Linked DNA regions of Sus scrofa: region 1 is linked to region 2. A link is a contact called in public HiChIP or PLAC-seq data. All regions are on one chromosome and are shown on one strand. Each heading gives the region's core, a stretch centred on a gene start, on an enhancer-like site or on the middle of the called end of the contact. The rest is flanking DNA. Distances are from core to core; before and after follow the strand shown.

Region 1 (7,229 bases), core at 2,028-4,527, 210 kb after region 2:
CATATTGAGGGTCTCCCATATACAGAGAGCTGCACTAGACTATGGTTATGAACAAAACGCTTTCTTCAACTTCCTGGTCTTCTCAGCTGGGCATGCCAGAAAATGATGCCCTAATATCCTAAGTCGGTAGTTCTCATAGGGGCAATACAGTTTTCCAGGGGAACTTTGGCAATGTCTGGAGACATTTTTGGATGCCATAGTTGGGAGATGGTGCTACTAGCATCTAGCAGATAGAGGCCAGGGATTGTGCTAAACATCCTGCAAATACACAGGGCAGCACATCACCACAAAGAATTATCTAACCCCAAGTGTCAATAGTATAGAGGTTGAAAAACTTTGCCTTAAGGCAGACAAGATGTGTCAAGAACCAGCTAGCAGTTATTGCTGGTTCTTTATACATCTTACAGCTAGTTAAGCATCATCCTTAGGAGAACTGAGAAAATAGTAGAACAGGAGTTCCCGTCATGGCTCAGTGGTTAACCAATCTGACTAGGAACCATGAGGTTGCAGGTTCGATCCTTGGCCTTGCTCAGTGGGTTAAGGATCCAGCATTGCCATGAGCTGTGATGTAGGTTGCTCGGGTCTTGCATTGCTGTGGCTGTGGTGTAGGCCAGCGGCTACAGCTCCGATTAGACCCCTAGCCTGGGAATCTCCATATGCCGCGGGTGCGGCCCTACAAGAGGCAAAAAGACAAAAAAAAAAAAAAAAGAAAGAAAGAAAGAAAATAGTAGAACAGCTCATGTTCTGTCAGGCTTTTTTCTCATGGAACTGTGATTGAGAGAGGTTGGTACCATTGCACTCAGGGTGTAGCTCAGAGGCAGCATCAGCATCACCTGGGAGCTTGTTAGAAATGCAGGTTCTGGAGTTCCCGTCGTGGCGCAGTGGTTAACGAATCCGACTAGGAACCACGAGGTTTCGGGTTCGGTCCCTGCCCTTGCTCAGTGGGTTAACGATCCGGCGTTGCCGTGAGCTGTGGTGTAGGTTGCAGACGTGGCTCGGATCCCGCGTTGCTGTGGCTCTGGCGCAGGCCGGTGGCTACAGCTCCGATTGGACCCCTAGCCTGGGAACCTCCATATGCCATGGGAGCGGCCCAAGAAATAGCAACAACAACAACAACAACAACAACAACAAAAGACAAAAGACAAAAAAAAAAAAGAAATGCAGGTTCTCAGGCCCTGCTCCAGATCAGCTGAATCAGAATCTGCCATCTAACGCAATCTCAGGTGATTTGTCTGCACATTATAGTCTGAGAAGTTACACTGCTATCAGATAGAAAATAGAAGTTGGGATTTTTTTTTTTTTCTATTTTTTTTTTTTTAGGGCTGCACCAGTGGCATATGGAAGTTCCCAGGTTAGGGGTCAAATCGGAGCTGCAGCTGCCGGCCTCCACCACAGCCATAGCAACAGCAACACGGGATCTGAACTGCATCTGCAACCTACACCACAGCTCACAGCAACGCCAGATCCTTAACCCACTGAGCAAGGCCAGGGATCAAACCTGCGTCTTCATGGATGCTAGTCAGATTTATTTCTGCTGAGCTACTATGGGAACGCCCAGAAAATAGAAGTTTTAAGTGACAGTTTTGATAAGTACTGTTGCCATGGACTGAATGAATGTTTGTGTCGTCCCCCCCAAATTCTTATGCTGAAATCCTAACCCCTCAATGTGAAGGTATTGGGTGGTAGGGTCTTTAGGAGGCAATTGGAAGGCAGAGTCCTTATAGATGGGGTTAGTCCCTTTATAAAAGAGACCCCAGAGAGCTCCTTCACCCCTTCCATCCGGTGAGGACACAGCAAGAAGTTGGCGATTTATGAACCACGAAGTGAGCCCTCACCAGACACTGACTCTGCCTTGATCTTGGGTCTCCCAGCCTCCAGAACTGTGTGAAGTACGTGTTTGTTGTTTAAGCCACTTAGTCTATAGGATTTTTGTTACAGCAGCCCAAATGAATTCAAACAAAGGAACCCAGTCTGAGGGGTCAGGGAAGACTTCCATGAAAAATCAGCCTGTAAACTGAGGGCTGGATTAGGAATAAGCTGGGAAAATAGGGTTCCTGGCAGGGGGAATAGCATGAGCAAAGGCTCAGAGGCAGGAGGGAGCTTAGACAGTGGAGGATCTGAAAGAAGATGCTTTGTGTCCAGAGTTCTTTAGCATGGCGTTCTAAGCAGCTGAGCAAACTGGTCAGACCAGGGTCAGACTCCCGTGAATGATCATTGTCCCAGGTGCCCCAAGTCTGCCAAGAGACAGAGCAAGAACAACCCTGCTGGGGACAAGCGCTGCTCCCCAACCCCACTGACTTAAGGCTACAGAGCCATTATGTCGATATATTTCTGTACAGATTTTGTAGTTTATGACACATTCTGGCAACGTTTAGATGCAGTTTCAATGAGCCAGAATGTAGTACTGTAAACCTAAAACTGGATATCCCTTGAAGCTGTTAGAATCTGGCAGGAGACCTGCTCCCAATTACAAGCACGGTTTCCAACTTCACTGTTCTGTCCTCAAAGCATTGAAAACAAAATCCATTTTTAATGAGGGACTACTAAACTCTTTGCATTCTATTAATGGTGCCTTTGGGCTTCCAAGCTCCAGTGTACCTTACTCCCAGGAAACAACCCCCCACTAGCTGGTTTTCCAGGGCAAGGAACTATCGTGGGGATTTTGTGGCTGGTGCAAATATGGCGACCGAATGAATGGGAACTAAGGCATTTTGTTCCCATCCCCCTTGATTCCTATCAACATGTGGCCAGCCAATCAGGGCTGGGTGGGAAGTCAAGATCAAGAGACATTATTTCAGTACGCACACAGTATACACTTGGCTGCCTGACTCCTCATCCCGAGCCTATTACTAATCTTACAAACCACCCATTATCCATTCGGTAACTGGCAAATGTGAACTTGGCCCACGTCAGAGCCGAATGATGAGATCCAAGTCGGAAGAAGTGAGAGAAAGAAGAGAAAGTACAAAGATGAGCCAGACGGTTTTCCAACCTGTGAGAACATGTTGTATTTACCAGGCCGGGTACGAAAGCCAAACTGTTCCCGTTTATCTTCTGCTCGGGGCCTGGGTGATGTTTGGGGCGAACAGGTCAGTGCTCCCCCTCGCTTCCACCTGATGATTGGCGTATTGTTTAGAGACTACGAGAGATGATCTTGTGCTCTGGAGGAAGTTGGCAAGAAAGTTTAATTCTATAAAAAGAAATGAGCGGTCAGGATACGGTTTCCTTTTCTGAGTCAAGGCAGAGAAGGGAGTCAGAAATTCCAACCCAGAGGGTCAGGACGGGCTCCAGGACCTGTTGAATCACATCTGAAACATGTTCCCTATGCTCCTTTCTCCTCCCTGTTCTTACAACTGGCCAACTGGGATTACACAACTCACACTAATTTTATTCCACATGTGGCTGTTTCTTATTAGGAGCCCGTATCTTATTTTTTTCCTGTACCATGTCATCTCCTCCTGATTCAGGTGAAGAATTCCATTTCTTCCTTCTTCTTCTTTTTTTTTTTTTTTTTTGGCTGCTCCTCGGCATAAGGAAGTTCCCAGACCAGGGAATCCAATCTGAGCTGCAGCTGCACTGCAACGGGCTGGGGATCGAACCCTCACCAGTGCAGTGGCTGAGTCACTGCAGAAACGACGCCATTCCCATTCCACCACAGTAGGAACTCCCAGGAATTCCATTTAACAGGGGGATTCTGTTCACACTCTTGGCTGAACTCAAAAAAAAATAAGTGCACTCACACTCTTTCTAAAGGTGAGAACTTTTCTGTGTCTTTTAACCCTATAATCTTTCTTTCATTGCCCAGAGTCTTCGTTGTTTCCCCATCCCGAAGCTCTTGACTCAACAGGAATCGATGGAAAAGTGAACATTTGAGTCAATCAATGGAATGCTTTTCGTCACCCAATACCCAACAACTGTTTCTAAAGGGTTTTATCCCCACCTCCACCCACCCCCACCTACCCCCAACCGGAGTGGTACATTTTCTTTTTAACTGACTTCACCAGATGTTTTGGCGGTGCGTAAACCTGGCTTTCCTGTCTTCCAAGTGGATGAAATAGGATCCAAATCACAGCACGTCACCTCAGCTTCTCCAACCAAGTACTTAATGGTTCTTGAGAATAATGTAAAGATTGAGTTCAGTTTTCTTTAGGCCTTGGGCCTATCGGATCCAGGTGTTGGCGTTTTCTGGCCTTCGCCTCTAAAGGTTTCTAGGGAAACCCCAGATTCATGAGTATGAGTTGATTTCCCCACTGTTACCTTTCTTCAATGCTTTAACTTTTCTGGCCACGCATCAGAAACTGTAAAAGTGCACCCCCCCAAGTCCCCTCAAAGGGTGAACAGCAGGAGTGGCATGCACATGACTCAGCCACATCTGGAAGAAAACTGCTCTGTGACTCCCCTTCAGTGTTTGCAACTCCAGGCCCCCATGAGCCAAAGGGGAAACGGGACCCCTCCATTGGCCTCCAGCCTCCCTCTACCTCCTGCCCTGCTTTGCTTAGAACAAGCCTCAGCATGCCAGGCCACCTTGCCAGGCCTTGCCAAAATCCACGAATGGCACAGAGAGCACATTAACCAGATGGAATGCAACATACATGTAAAGAAATAAGAGCTCTGCCAGGAAAGTTGGCAGCAGCTCTGGAATGCTTTAAACAGTGTGTGTGTGGGTAGAAAGAGTGAGCCCAGAGTCGACGAGGCTGCCTCATTCTCAAGAGCTGTTTCTTTTACAGCCATGACCTGTTTTGCCAGTCAAAATAAATACGGTGTTAAATGCCCCCTTTTACTGGCTCCTGATACCCTGGCAATGCAGTCTGAAATATGACCTGCTCTCATTGGAAAAATGTCCTTTTATTTTTTTTTTATTTTTATTTTTTTTGTCTTTTTGCTATTTCTTTGGGCCGCTCCCGTGGCACATGGAGGTTCCCAGGCTAGGGGTCGAATCAGAGCCCCAGCCACTGACCTACGCCAGAGCCACAGCAACGCGGGATACGAGCCGTGTCTGCAACCTACACCACAGCTCACGGCAACGCCGGATCGTTAACCCACTGAGCAAGGGCAGGGACCGAACCCGAAACCTCATGGTTCCTAGTCGGATTCGTTAACCACTGCGCCACGACGGGAACTCCCGGAAAAATGTCCTTTTAACTGAGTGGAAAGGATGTGCCCCTTCTAGGCAGTAAGTAGGAGGGTCATGGATGGCGGGGTCTTCTGAGCCCAGACAGACTCGGGAAGCAGGGGCAGAAACAGCCTTGGAGTCAGTATTGCTTGTTTAGAAGTCGCTGCCTTTAGAAGGTTCCTGGCAGACACAGAGCAACCCTTTGGGAGCATGGGGTTGACTTTTAAGGCTTTCTGTCCCCTTCAATTTTAGCAGGAACAAGAAAGCAGGATCCCTGAGTGTGGGCTATCTCACAAGGCACTCCAGGACAGCCAGGCTTTTCCTTCAGGAGAAAAATAGCCATGCTAACCAGGAATGGCCACGAGTTCAACCCAACTCACGCCATTTAGCTTTGTGGGTTCCCCACGGCCACAGTCCCTCCATGACCACATCAGCCTCTCAGCTTGTGTGAGAAGCCAGTTGGATTTCCCCAAAAGAGTCATTGTAGCATTTTCTGCATACCAGGCACATCAGATATATTTTCCAAATCATCCCATTATCTCGCGAGGTAGGAATATTACTACTCCTGCTTTATATATGAAGAAACTGAAGTTCAGAGAGGTGGAGTCCCCTGTCCACGATTGCACAGCTGTTAAAACGGAAGTAAGAATTTGAACCCCAATCTGTCTGTTCTTAATGATCAGGCTATGAGGGGCCCTTGCTGGCTTCTCCCCAAACAGCTCAAGGCCAGAAACCTCCACAGATTCGCCTCCTTCATTCTCAGAATTCCCCGGTGAGGCAAGGAATTGCACTCCCCATTAAAGATGCCATAGGGGAGTTCCCATTGTGGCATGGTGGAAATGATCTGACTAGGAACCATGAGGTTGTGGGTTCGATCCCTGGCCTCGCTCAGTGGGTTAAGGATCTGGCATTGCCGTGAGCTGTGGTGTAGGCCAGCAGCTACAGCTCCAATTAGACCCCTAGCCTGGAAACCTCCGTATGCCACGGGTGCGGCCCTAAAGAGACAAAAGACAGGGAAAAAAAAAAAAAAAGATGCCACAGGATATATTAGTCTTCTGGGGTGCCTGCAACAAATGATTGCAGACTGGGTGCATAAAAAACAGAAAGGTATTTTCTCTTGGTTCTGGAAGCCAGAAATGAAGGTGTTGGCAGGGCCAGGCTTTTTTTGAAGATTCTAGGGGAGGATCCTTCCTGGCCTCTTGCAGCTTCTGGTGGTTGCTGGCTTTCCTTGTCTTGTGGTCACATCGCTCCAGCCTCTGCCTCTGTCTTCCCATGGGCTTTTCATGTGTGAGACCCTCCCCTTCTCTTCTCTTCTAAGGACACTTGTATTGCACTTAGGAACTCTTCTGGTTTTTTGTTTGTTTGTTTGTCTTTTTGCTATTTCTTTCGGCCTCTCCTGCGGCATATGGAGGTTCCCAGGCTAGGGGTCTAATTGGAGCTGCAGCCACCAGCCTACACCACAGCCACAGCAACTCGGGATCCAAGCCGCATCTGCAACCCACACCACAGCTCACAGCAACTCCAGATCTTTAACCCACTGAGCAAGGCCAGGGATCGAACCCCCAATCCCATGGTTCCTAGTCGGCTTCGTTAACCACTGAGCCGCGACGGGAACTCCTAGGGACTCTTCTTATCCCAAGGTCCTTAACTTAAGTTACATCTGCAAAGGTCCTTTTTTCAATAAGATCACCTTCCCAGGTTCCAGGGCTTTGATTCTGAACCTTAGGAGGTGGCATTTGTCAGCCTGCGACTTGGGGACATGATGAGATGATTTATTCAACAAGGGTCTTTCTGATTTTGCAACTCTGCAGGGTTTATTATAAAATTTAAAAATCTTTTTACCACCCCATACCCTTTTTTGAAAACAATGAGGATCATAACAGCCTACATTTAATGCCATCTCACCAAGCTCTGCCACTTAGTGTCATTTAGTCCTCACAGAAACCCTGCCATATAGATACTGTTCTTTCCTTGTTGGATGGAGCAGGAAAATAAAATTATGAAAAGTTAAGAGCCTTGTCCAAGATCTCACAGCCAGAAACTGGTAAGGGTAGGACTGGAGCTCCATTCTGTCTGACTTTGGAGTCTGAGTTCTTAGGCAGAATGGAAAACTGCC
Region 2 (7,433 bases), core at 1,422-3,921:
AAGGGTGTGAGAAAAGGACTGCGGCATACGTATTCAATAAACCTTAGCTATTATTAGTAGATCTGAGATAATTGGTAGTTGCTTCCTAGAATGCCTCGAAGGACTCTACGGCTACAAACAAGCTCAGCTAGACAGTGTCATGATTGATTAGTGATGTCTGCCATGGGCTTGGCAGGGGGAAGTGGCAGCATGAGTGCAGTGTCTTTTCTGACCCTGGCCTGTATGATGTCTAGCATCTGTTTCTACTCTGACATTCTGTGATTCTATTGCTATGAGTCTGTGAGTTTATCTATAAAGTTCCATAGTCAGCATTATTTACAGAATATTTAAGCAGCCCAGGCTCCTGCAGTCTTGCTTGGCAGGGCAGGAGGGTAAATAGAAAGCCAGGAAGAAAGAGCTGGCTCTGTGCAAGGTAAAAAAGATAGCTGCCAATGGGATGTGATGTGGGCAACTCCCCACTCACTCACTCCCCCAAATCCTTCCCCATCTCTCCTGTGTTAAAATTCTTTACGATTAGAGTCACTCCATTGGATTCAACATTGTCTCCAGGAGGCCTTTGTTTAAATGCACAAAGATTACCTAGAAGGGATAAGCATGCAATCCATCCCTATGTATTAATCCAATATACTAGCTGTTGCTCAGTAGAATAGAACCGAGAGGGAACATGGGATAGGAGACAGGTTATCTGTGAGAGCAGGTGAGGAGAAGGGGGAAAGCAAGCCTTATAGGGCAGGAGTCAGAATCAGTATTGCACAACTCCAGGAGGTGCTCTTTACACTGAAACAAGGTGACCAGCTTGTCCCTGGACTTCCCTGGCTTTAAAACTGAATATGTTGTGTTCCTAGGAGCTCCCTCTGTTCCAGATAAATCAGGATGGTTGGTTATCCTACCTCTAGGGCGGCGTAGAAGGAGCTGTGGAGTCCTTACTGTAATTTATACAGCAGGCAGCTGCCTGGATTCTCTCTTCGGACGTGTTCCTCCCTTGCCTATGAATCCTCTGTGGCTCCTAAGGGCTCGCCAAACTAGGTTGGAACTGTCCTTTGTGGTGCTCAAGTTGGCCCCAGCCTTGCTTCCTCACCTCACCTGATCCATCACTCTCCTGCCATGAGTCACCCCAACCAGTCACCGTATTGCAGACCCACTGTGCCTTATCCTCTCTCTGGGTTAGAGGAGGAGATTTCATAGAGCGGGAAGACTACTTCTTGGAGTATATTCAACTTGTGTCAGTAGCAAAAGAGTGAATTCTGGCCATTATGGTATAAAACTCATCTGACCCCCTCCCCTGTGAGTTGGGGCTTGGGGATATGGCCACTACTTTGTGTCTAGAGAAACCCCACGTACCCCAGAGAGCCATGGGACACTTAGAGGAGGAAGGTGAAGCCACCAGGCACATGGGGCCACCCAAAATGAAAATAAAGCCTACCTTCCTTCCTAAGCTCTTTAAACATTCCATGCACGCACACACCCCTGGACAGATCTCCTCTATATTTCTGAGCAATAGATAGGATGGATGGCATGTCCATCTAACAGACGAAAAAAACGAAGTCCCAGGCAGAGGGTCCTACTCAATAAAGAAAGGTTTCTAGGTGAGGAGGATCAGGCACTGTGGTGGTGAGTGTCTCATGGCATGTCGGTGGCTGGACCATACTAATCAAGGTCTTCTGCCTTATGTCCCATGATGTTTGCACTTACTATCTGTTAGGCACCCTGTTCATCTCATAATAACAATTATAGCCAGAGTCGTGGAGGACTCTATTACCTGAAGGTCCCTCTACTCAGTTTTGGATGTGCCTTCACTTCATTGCTCAGAGAAAGCTTTGTGGTGTGGGCACTACTGTCGCATACAGGGGAGGACACTGAGACTTGCAGGGCCACTCAGCTCACAAGTGGGGGCTTGGCCAAGGCTGGTCATGTGCATTGCTGTGGTGTGGGGAGCTCTCACTCCTGTAAGGAGAGCAACATGCCAGTTTTCTGCATGTCAGACTCTCCAAGCTGTTCCTTCCCAGTGAGCAGCACTCCAAATAGGAGAGGAAGGAGACCGCTCTTGATGAAGCATCTTCTGTGGGCCAGGTGTGTGCACCTATGTTTTCCATACCACCTGGTGAAGTAGCCGCAGTTGGGTCCAGAAGAAATCGAGGCTCATTGGGTTGACGTTATTGGCCAAAGCTGGCACAGCTGGTGTGAGGGGAGTGGAGACCTGGCCTTGGACGGTGATGCCACATGACTCACTTTTTCTGCCGGTTTTGGCTCTCCCAGAGGACAGGCGGTGGGGAGGGTTTGCGGCAAGTCTTCAAGTCACATAAGAACCCCAGGAGCAGTTCTCCTGCGGCTTGGTACGTGACCTTAAGCACAGACTTGCAGGACAGGAGCCAGAAAGCCACTCTCCTACCCATTGTTGGGCAGAGGAGCTGGGGACAGGACCCACGGCCAGTCCAGCTTAGTCCCGCTGCCCATGATGGACAGCAGGTGGCGCTGTGGCCCCGGTTTAACAAGGACAGTGGGAAGGTGGAAAGGAGAGGGGGAATCCAGAAAGAAAAACTAGTGGAAAACAAGGATTTAAAAAGAAGAACAATTTGTTCCAAAACATTTGCCTTGTAACGGGGTCATCTATAAATTCTGGGATTTCCTGTTTGCCGCTGGGCAGGCTGGCCGGCAGGCAGTCCACTCTCTGACTCTGCAGTCTGGAAGAATCATTCCAGCCCAGCTCTTGAGCTCAGAGCTCCAGCCTCCCCTGGCCCAGATTGGCTCTGAAATTTCCCGGCTTTTGTGCCCATAAGCAGGATCCTGTGACAGCAGGTCTCCTTGAGCCATGCTCCAGTTTCCACGGCGGTGGGAGGAGGAGTGAGATCATGGTCATTTTTAAAGGAGAGCCTGTCTTCATAATCTCCTTGTGTTCTCCGTGCTGCCAGGCTTGTTTTAAGGCATAAAAGAAAAGACTCAAATGAAACAATCGGAAGTGGATCCTTTTATTTGTATTTTTCATGGTTAGGATTTTGTGTGTATGTGGTGAAAACACTTAAGATAGATGTTTTTTAGCAAAGTTGAGATATGCAATACAGTACTATTAACTAGCAGTATTATTGCCTAGGTCCCCTAACTTATTCATTTTCTAAATGAAAGTTTGTACCCTTTGACCAACATCTCCCCATTTCTTGCACTCCTCAGCCCCTGGCAACCACCATCCTAATTCTGCTCTCTGTTTCTGCAAGATCCACCTTTTCAGATTCCACATTTAAGTGAATGCAATGTGCATGCAATATTTGTATTTCTGTGTCCATTTTATTTCAGTTAGCATAATGTCTTCCAGGTTCTTGTTGTTGCAAATGGCAAGATCTCCTTTTTATGGCCTAATAATATTCCATTGTGTATGCCACATTTTCTTTAGCCGTCCATATGTCAGTAGACACTTGGGTTGTCTCTATATTATGGCTATTGTGAATAATGCTTCAGTGATCAGGAAAGTGCACATGTCTCCTCAAGATCCTGATTTTATTTCCTTTGGATGGGAATGCTGGGTCATATGGTAATTCTGTGTTTAGTTTTTTGAGGAAGGAGGTGGCCTTTTTAAAAAGGAGAGAGCTATCCTAGCCAATATGGGGATGGAAACATTTCATTGGAAAAGGAAAGAAAATTCTTTTTTAACAGCCTGGTGGAACTTGAACTAAGTCCCAAGCCATCAATGAATGAAATACTAAAGAAAATTCCCATCTACCTAACCATGTATCCACCTATCTATCCATTCACTTATCCATCCATCCATCTATCCACTCATCCATCCATCTACCTATGCATATATCCATCCATCTACCCATCCTCCATCCGTCCATCCATCCATCCAACCATCCAATTGCTCACTCATTCTTTTAGCAAGCAGTTATGGAGTACCTGCCATATGTTTGTACCTCATCCTGAGATTAAGCCTAGCTCAGCTCTGTGGTTCTTCCTGGGACCAGTGCCACCCAAATGACATACAAGTAGCATCTGGAGATGGGATCCAGAAGGTGGGCTTGGGAGTCCTGGACAACAACTCTTGGGACCTTTAGTGAGGTTTGCGACATATTTGGCCAGGGTAAGGGGTACAGTTTGTGGCTGAAAACAGAGTTTTTCTCTGAATAAGTCAAACGAGCCTGTCTGGGATCAAATCCATGAGGGCTGGACAATCTGGTCCCAGCAAATTAAAACAACATGGGCACCAGCCAGCTACATTTTTGAAAACAGTATTTGTGTTGTTTTAATCAAGGACACCACCTCCTCTGTCCTCTGCTCTTAACAACAAGCTCTGAATTGAAATGGGGCAGAATTTATGAGAAAAGAAAACAATTTAGGGGCATCCTGGCACAAACTCATTTTCCTTCTCATCAGCTTCACAATTTAGGGACCTGTCTTTATCTCATGTTGCCCTTCTGTCTGCCAGCTTATGAGATTAATGAGCCCATGTCTTAAGTGATATAAGAACAACACTGCTCTTTCCATATGGAGCTGAACCCAACCTGTTGGAGAGCCCCTCTTAACCAGGGTCTTGGTTCCTGCAGTGACTGTGGGCAGCCAAGGGGGGCAACTTGAACCCCAGGCTGGGTCTGTGTATTAACTATGTCTTATTTCCTGTATTCTGATGCTTTGAACATCTTGGGACCTTGCTACCCAGTAGGGATTGCCGCTCCCCGGCTTAGCCAACTCTTGGGTATAATGAACAGTTCACTAGGAAGCATACCTTTCAAATGCAAACCAAGTGATCCAGAGCTCCTGGTCTCCACTCCTCTCCTTTCTGGGGCTCTCACCCTCTGAGCTACAACCCACCTGCCCTTTTCACCCCAGGGCACACAACCTGGGGACAGCACCTAGGCCTGAGATCTTCCTGAGATTATTCAAACTAGCCTATCCTGAGCCTGATTGCCCTACCTCACCCACTCCTTCCAGGAGAAACTGGTAAAAGTTCTTGTGTGTGTTTTTCCCTTGTTGCCTTTGCCTCCAGACTGACCCTGATGCTTCCCCATGTGATCCTACGGAGAAGGCCATGCCTCCTGTCTCTAGGAATCTGTGGATGTAATAAAATTATTTCTTCATGACAATCATTTCAGTGTCATTGTCTTACCAAACTTGCTTAAAACAAACCCCAGGTACCCTTAAGATGCTTGCTCTTTCTATGTGACTGTGGGGCAGGTTGCGGTGCTCTTACCTGCAGCCTCCTCTTCTATAAAATGGGGGCAGTGACATCAGGTGGTTGTGGGGGTTGAGTAGGTGACAAGTGATTTCCCAGCCTCCAGTAGCATCTCTTCAAAGCCTCTCTTTATCCCACCCTCCCCATTCTCCTTTCTTTATAACATTTATTTGTTTTTGAAATGACTCCTTTCTTCCTTGCCTGCCTCCCCCTGCTGGAATGAAAGCTTTGGTTTAATGATGAACACCTAGACCAGTGCCTGGCACACAGTAGGTGCTCACTTAATAGTACGGAATGCATGTGAACACTCCTAGCATTCGTATGTACACGTGTGCTCATTATCTTCCTTCCTTCTTGGGATCCTCTTGCATGAACTGGCATAGAATCGGGTCACTTTACAGACTGGAATCTGTTGAGGGAGATTCTTGTCCTTTCTGCTGGCCTGTAATGCTTTGTGCTTGTGTGGAGGCTCTTGTCCAAGATGCTCAGAGCACTTTATAAACATTCATGATGTAAACGGTGTGCTTTGTTTGCAGCAGGTGGGGCGTGATTTGCTGAAGCAGGATAGTTCCCCAGTGAAGCCAAACCTGTTCTGGAAGTGAGTGGAAAGTTTAAGCACAGTCAGAGACGTTAGGGGCCATTGGGCCATTTGCCCAGTGACGTCCAGTGGGCGGTCAGGACAGCAGAGATTCCTGGAAGATAGCCCCTCACCCCTAGGAACCCCTCCCTCCCTTCACAGCCTTGTGCCCTGGAGCAGGTATTGTTTTGCTCCTTTAGCAGAGCTTCCGGAATCAAGTTAAGAGGATTCTCCTGCTGCCAGGAGGCTCCTTGCATGGATTTATTGAGCCTCCACTTAGCTGAGGCATTGAGGCCACAAGTCATATGGTACTAACGCTCATTTATTCATCAGAGCATTTTGAGTATCCAGATTGGGCAAGGGCTGTGGATACAGGGGTGAGGAACCCCATGGGGGGACAGTGACTCTCACAGAGGAAGTACTTAACTATGCACACACAACACTGGATCTGTAGGAGCCCAGAGAAGAGGGTTGAGTCAGGACAGGCTTCTTGCGGGGGTAATGCTTCTGCTGACACCCAGCAGTCTTTTAGTTGTAGGTTACAAAACTCCAACTCAAACAGGCTTAAGGAGTAAAGAAAAATCCATTGACTCACAAAATGGGCAAATCCAGGAGGATCTAGCTTCAGGCAGATTGGATCCAGAGGCTTAGATGAGAACTCCATCTCTTGGTGCCTTTTCTCTCATTGCACTGGCCTCATTTCCTTCAATCATAAGCAGAATTTCCCCGACTTGGCGGAACAGGTAGGAATCGCAAGCTCCCAGTTCCGATTCTTCTCCTTCTATTTGTATATTTACTTAACCAGTATTTACTGAGTGGTGAACAAGACAATGTCATAGAGATTTAGCAAACAGATAAATGTATGTTTATGTGCCAAAGAGACATGTGCAAGAATATTCATTATAACATTGTTTATGCTAACTGAAGACTGGAAACAACTTAAGTGGCCACCAGTAAGCGGCTGGGTGAGTAAATTGTGCAATAGAAGACTGGACAGCCCTTTGGAAGAATGAGGTAGATTTATATCAGTAGTTCCCACTCAGGGCAGCTTTACTGCCCCACCCCCACCCCCCTTCAGAGGACATTTACCAAAGTCTGGAGACATTTTCAGTGGTCATAATTGAGGGCGAAGGGGCAGCACTACTGGCATCTAGTGAGGGGAGGCCAGGGATGCTGCTAAACATCCTACAATGCACAGTGCAGCCCCTACAACAAAGAATTACGCAGCCTATCATATCAGCAGTGTCAAGATTGAGAAACCCTGATCTGTACCTGCTGATACAGAAATCTTCAAGATAAGTTAAAAAAAAAAAAAAAGCACAGTGGAAAACAATAAATATAGCAGACTACCATTTGTGCAAAACAAGGAACATATCTATATATGTGCTTATATATGAATAGAATTATCTCTGGACGAATAAATAAGAGTGGGGTGTTGTATCTTGTGAAGGCCTGGGGGAGAGATGTGGAAGAGAGATTTATTTTCATTGTACAGCTTTTTTTTTTTTTAACCGTTTGAATATTTTTAAACCACATACATAGGTTCTTAAAAAAAAAAATTAAAGTATAAAAAGGATGAAAGTTTGCCTAAACCCTCCCCACATTCCCTGCCTGACCCCGTCCTAGCCATCCATGTCTTCTCTCTTTGAGATGATTAGGTTAAGGGCAATCCCACAAAGTCACAATTGGAAGAGATCT

What was found. HiChIP or PLAC-seq counts read pairs in DNA pulled down with a chosen protein or histone mark.
Region 1: a contact with region 2 is called in an H3K27ac HiChIP or PLAC-seq map of skeletal muscle, with 9 times the contacts expected there. The contact joins two enhancer-like sites. A contact is called at or near these places in 4 of 47 Hi-C or Micro-C datasets (heart right ventricle, skeletal muscle and subcutaneous adipose tissue) and 1 of 2 datasets of contacts at active chromatin or transcription factors (skeletal muscle).

The regions. Positions count from the first base shown.
Region 1 is chr14:36,023,819-36,031,047 of Sscrofa11.1, forward strand. The region is part of intron 5 of C14H12orf49 (UPF0454 protein C12orf49 homolog); the gene reads left to right. Among named protein-coding and RNA genes, the nearest start is that of MED13L, 34 kb to the right of the region's middle. Within about 2 kb of position 3,278, at least 23 of the 83 cell types and tissues checked have an H3K27ac peak or open chromatin away from gene starts, as enhancers often do. A contact at or near this core is called in skeletal muscle, where this site is marked.
Region 2 is chr14:35,811,825-35,819,257 of Sscrofa11.1, forward strand. The region is part of intron 4 of C14H12orf49 (UPF0454 protein C12orf49 homolog); the gene reads left to right. Among named protein-coding and RNA genes, the nearest start is that of C14H12orf49, 110 kb to the left of the region's middle. Within about 2 kb of position 2,672, at least 29 of the 83 cell types and tissues checked have an H3K27ac peak or open chromatin away from gene starts, as enhancers often do. A contact at or near this core is called in skeletal muscle, where this site is marked.